Regions from separate parts of the Gossypium hirsutum genome. Here region 2 is linked to region 1. The links are chromatin contacts, called in public Hi-C maps. All regions are on one chromosome and are shown on one strand. Each heading gives the region's core, a stretch centred on a gene start, on an enhancer-like site or on the middle of the called end of the contact. The rest is flanking DNA. Distances are from core to core; before and after follow the strand shown.

Evidence for each region. Hi-C and Micro-C count contacts between places; a contact is called where the count stands out from the background.
Region 2: a Hi-C map of leaf shows a contact between it and region 1, with 2.3 times the contacts expected there. The contact joins the promoter of LOC107901330 here to the enhancer-like site in region 1. A contact is called at or near these places in 7 of 34 Hi-C or Micro-C datasets (cotyledon, fibers, hypocotyl and 1 more).

Annotation. Positions count from the first base shown.
Region 1 is chrD06:8,065,094-8,067,793 of Gossypium_hirsutum_v2.1, reverse strand. No RefSeq gene overlaps it. Among protein-coding and RNA genes, the nearest start is that of LOC107899997, 18 kb to the left of the region's middle. Within about 2 kb of position 1,348, at least 2 of the 9 cell types and tissues checked have an H3K27ac peak or open chromatin away from gene starts, as enhancers often do. A contact at or near this core is called in leaf, where this site is marked.
Region 2 is chrD06:8,112,389-8,115,290 of Gossypium_hirsutum_v2.1, reverse strand. It overlaps LOC107901330 (putative clathrin assembly protein At5g35200), which reads right to left and starts at 1,360. Exons shown (of 16, transcript XM_016827279.2): 1 at 1,199-1,360; 2 at 494-618; 3 at 342-411; 4 at 95-192. The coding sequence starts at 592.

The sequences.
Region 1 (2,700 bases), core at 99-2,598:
CCTTTATTTTCACCATTTATTTATTCGTTATTTTCAAATTTTGTCAAAATTTAGATTCGTTAATTAGTATTATGTTTATTGTTATGGTATTATTGTTATTGTCACATTATTACTTGCATTATTATTATTCATGTATATTAGCATTAAGATTTATTAGTATTAATGTTATATGATATATATTATGACATAATTATCTCGTATGTATGTTATACTATCGTTATTCATCGTATACGACCCTTTTTTGTTTTTAAACAAATTCTCCTTTAACACAATCACAGTTACACGAATATTATCTTTATATATTTCATTAGTTCTTACTCAAATTTAAAAGAGGAAAATTTTTACAAATAAGGCAATACTTTGCGTTTGGAAATTCGAGAAAACGTGCCCTAACGTGCTGGGTTTCGATTTCTCGTTTAGCCAAATAGCCAAATATCCTTTTAAAATTTCAAAGTATGGGTTTTGGAATCCATAAGGTGATCTTGGTTTTGAGGGTTTAAAGTTTCGTATCCTAATGTGCTGGGTATGATATTCTTTCGGAACAAGAGAATCCTAAATTTCAACCCATATTATTCGAAAATTTTTAGAATCGTATTTTTTTAAAAAAAACCCTTCAAAGTTTTCAATCTTCGACATTAAGACACTAATTAATCAATTAGGTACCAATTTTTAAGCGTTACGAGGGTGCTAATCCTTCCTCGTACGTAACCGACTCCCGAACCCGTCTTTTGAATTTCGTGGACCAAAATTGTTGTTTTAATAAGTCAAATTGTTTATTAAAATAACTACTTTACGAGGTGACCCGACCACGCCTCATAAAAAAATGATTGGTGGTAACTCCTGTGTTAGTTTCCGTTTTCAAAAATCCAAGTCGATCCGTTTTTACAAAAAAAATGGTGTCAACAATGTTCTTAAATGAGAATTATCTTTGATTTATCACTATTTTTAGCATTGATGTTTTGATAATAATTAATGTATTTTTAGAGTTGAGGATTAATGGTGTGCCAAAGGAAAATTGTATAGATACATTATTTGTTATAATATGAATTTTATTTTGTGACAAATTTAGATAATTATTTTTTATAGAAATTTATATAATTGCTCTTAATCAATCACTCGTAAACCTTATTTTGTGTAAAATTTTTGAATTCCACCGAAAAAGTAGAGAATTTTTTAAAATAATTATTATTAGGTGATGCGAGCGAAGCTGGAAACACGGATATATAGCAGATCCAACAGTTTTTTTTTTTGTTTGTTTTTTAGACAGACAAGTTACAACTTACAAGTAGGTGCCACGTGAAAAATTCTTGACTACATTTAAAACAAGTATAAAACAAAGGAATAAATAGAACCAGAAGATAGGGATACATCAATAGAGCTGGCAAATGGACGGGATCGGGACTTTGGATGGGGATTACTTTTAAATTGGATTTTTTTGGGTTTGGATTTGAAGCCCAAGCTTTGTCTTTTAGAAAAATTGCCATCATTCTTGAAAAAAAACATAATAACCAATTTAGTCCTTTTTCTTTTTTTAGCCAAATTTCGTTACTAATCTTTAAAAAGAGTCCAATAACTTTTTTTTAATAGAAATTCTAACTAAAATATTAATCTTTTAATGATGTTACCATGGCAACCTGCGTGATAATCCACGTATACTTCATGCTAACTTTACATTATTTGTCTTATATATCACTCCAACAAAAAATTCATAAAAATTCAAAAAAAAAGAGAGCATGAAGTGCACATGGATTGCCATGCAAGCCTTCATGTTTAGAAATTTAATATTTTAGTTAGCATTTTCATTAAAAAAATAGCAATTCAACTCTCTTTCAAAGGTTAATAGTCAAATTTAACTCTTTTTTAAAAAGATTGAGGGTCAAATTTAACTAAAAAAAATAGATATCAAATTTTACAAAAAAATTAGTAAAGACATCAATATGGGCCATTAAGTCATTATTCCTCAAATCTATTTTGTTAAGTTGCACCATTAGTTACTTAATTATTAGTAACTTTTCGTTTTTATCATTAAACAATGAAAAGTTGCAAAATAATCACCCAACGAACTAATGGAATGGCACATTAACTCATAGAGTTAAGCTAATTTGGTCCCTAAACTATTGCTAAAATATCAATTTAGTACTATTAAAAATTTTTAACAGTAAATCCCAATAAAATTCTAAAAAGAGTTTTCATAATTTAAATTTTAAAATTATAAAAATATATTTAAAAAATATATAATCATGTGAAAAAAAGACTTGTCATCTTCATAAGTACTACATGACAGGAAAAAAAAACTATTTGACCAATTAACTCAAAGATTGTCATCTTCATCAGTATTACAAGAAAGAAAAAAAAAAGAAAAAAAATAAATTTATGCTATATAGGCCTAATTTGATGGTCTTTATTTATTTCTAATGATTTTTAAAAAATTATTTTGTTTATTAATGAAATTCGTTTATCATAAATAAATTTATAGTAAAACAACAAATATATGTTTTTGCTAAATTAATAGTGCAAAGCCACGTTAAAAAAAAGGAGAAACAATGATCTCAATGCTTCAGATTGTTATTTGATATTTGCAAATTATTCTCATAATTTGTGAAGTAATCTGTAGTAGTTAATAGAAAAATATCGACACTTTTAGATTTTTTTTAGAACTTTAAGCAAATTTTTATTTCTTTTAGAACTTTATGAACATTT
Region 2 (2,902 bases), core at 111-2,610, 47 kb before region 1:
AGTAGTTAATTAATACTTCCTCTCTAACGGTATAGCCAGAATTTTATTTTTGCAGTAACTCATGTTATAACTCATATTGGCAATATAAACATACCGCCCAATTATGTGTCCTTGATAACCGCCTTGCAAGAGCATGGATGCAATAGGCAACATCAGCCCGAGGCCTAGTAGCTGAAATGGCAGCGAAAATTGCTGCGCAAAGGGAAGAGAGCAAATCTTATATATATAAGTCATCTATAAAGTGCTCTTTCTATGAGCAGATCAAAACTTGAATTAAATAATGTCATCACCATCCACCTTAGAAAGGATAAAAAAATGCAAAACAAAAACCCAGTACACACCTCTAATGTTTTTCTCCCTTGCTGGGCGTTCATAATGATTTGTGGCCTTTACTATAGCAATATCCAATTCCTGCAAAATGCAAAAATCCATAATCAAAGGATCACCCATGGTTGAAATAACCATCTTGATGGTTATTGTTACTAAAATCCACCTTATAATCACTATTGACTTTAGCCAATGAAACGGTGGTGGTATCTTTGATGGCTCCGAGTGCTTTCCTCAAGCTATTTTGTGTGCCTCCGCCAGACATTCTATCTTCCTCTCAATCAAAAAATTCTAACCAAAAGATGTATATTTAAACAACATTACTCCCCTTCATAGAACATAAATTTTACTTGAACATGCAATAAAGTTCATCTTAGAACATCAAATATAAATATTACTTCCTAGATCATTAAAAACATAGACTTTATCCTCAACTCTTGACATTTGCAAAACACCAATTAAGATCTAATCATACCAATAAGCACAATTTGAGAAATTCCCATCACAAACAAAAGTATACACTCAAATATGGAAATTAAGAAATTCAAACAAATCCCCAGCAAAAGTTCACTTCTGATGCCATAAAAAGAACTATACCACACAATAAAAAAAAACAACCAAACAAAACGAAACCCAGAAAGCAAAAGAAGAAAAAAATACATCAAAACGAAAATGAAGCTGAAAAGCTTCAAAATTCAATCAAACGAAAAGTACCCACCTTTGACTTACTGCCAAAAAAAAAATCTAACCAAAGAAAAATGAAAAAGAAAAAGAGAGAAGACAATCGATCAACAAGTCTAGAGTTATCATAATCTAAAGCAGAATATATTGAAGAAAAAAAGAGATCAAGGAGCTTAATAAAAAGTTTTACCAGATGCTGAAACAGAGAGAAAAATTAGCGGGTGGAATTTTGGTCTTCTAGAGACAGCAAAGAAAAGTCGAACAAATAATGAGCTGAGTTTCTGCTGTATTTGGTTGGGTCGTCGGCGTCGCTATTTTTTTATTCTTTTTAATTTTCTTTTTAAATTTTGGAATTTGTTAATATTTAATTTTTTTTCTTTTTTTTTTCTAGATTTTTGGTTTTTTTTTCTATGATCTGTCAGAAAATACGGCATTGTAAGAAATTGTACTGCCGAATTGGTTAGTAAATATTATGCGGGGTTTTCTTACTCTACATTCGCTCCTATTACCATGTGCTGCGCCCACTTCCCAATTTTCTTTTCCTTGCGATTGCAAATGTGTTGGATTTAATTAATTTAAGGGTAAAAAATTAAAATAGTCATTTTTTTTACTTTATATTATATTTTAGTTATTTATATTTGAAATATTATGTTTTAGTTATTTATGTTAATATATTGTAACATTTTAGTAACTCAACCATTAATTGTGTTAATGGTGAATGATAAGCTGATATGATACGTTAAATTATCATTTCAAACAAAAAATTTAGATTAAATTATACAATTGGTCCCCATATTTTTTCGTTTGGAGCAATTTAATTTTTTTCTTTTATGTTCTTTTAACTTTCTTTTTTTCCTCCATTCTTTTCTGCTTCTCTCTCTATTTTCCTCCTTTCCCCGTCTTTTTTAACGTAGTTTTTCTATATTTTTCATTTGTTAAAACTTTTTTATGTTTATGAAAAAAGGAACGGCGAAAGCAAAAACCAAAATAAAACTTGCTTTGCATATTCTCACCCCATAATTACAAACCTTCATCGTTTATCATTGCTTTAACAAACCAATTTGAATTTCTCAATAACTAAGTCCATAAGCTCGCCTCATTCAAAAACCTCATCAATCGTAACTTATGACAGTCCACCTTTAATAAAGTTTCCCGAGCTCGTTCCCTTAAACTCCTAACCAGCCCCCCCGACCACTTTATCTATCTTACCTACAACATTCTCGTCCTCTCGGAACTACATTGCTTTACGGATTCTTCAAACAAGCTTTACACTCTCAATGACTAAAACAACAAAAACACAAAATGGACCTTCAACTTTACCCAAACCAATTTGGTTCCATGCTCTCTTTCTCTCTTTGGTTCATCCATGCTCGGCTTCAATCAAGCTTGCTTGGGAATATCCAAGAAAGTTTAGATCAATTTTATCATTTGCTTGATTTTATTCGTTAGAAAATAAAAGAAAAAGAAATGATTAATCTACGCGATTCTGTAAAAGTTTGGAAACAAAAAAAATTATTTTGAATATAAAGAATTCAATTTATGTTTAGATTTGATTAAGAATATGGTTTTTTATATCGATTAGTTAGATCCAATTTTAGTTTCAAAATTAGGTTTTATTTAAATTGAGATTTGATTAAGAATCATTGATATTCGGTTTTGAGTGAAATTCACTTTAGGAATCATGTGAAAAAATAAGACTTGGTTTATTTGGTGGGCAAAGATAATGTTTCTGCAGTAAAAAATATGAGAAGAGAGAAAAATAAATGGGAAAAAGAAAGGAAAATAAAGAAATAAAAATAAAAAATTAAATTGTTCAAAAAAATAAAAGTATAGAGACTAGTTCAAAGAAAAACTACATTATTATTCACATCATGTGAAAAATAAAGAAATAAAC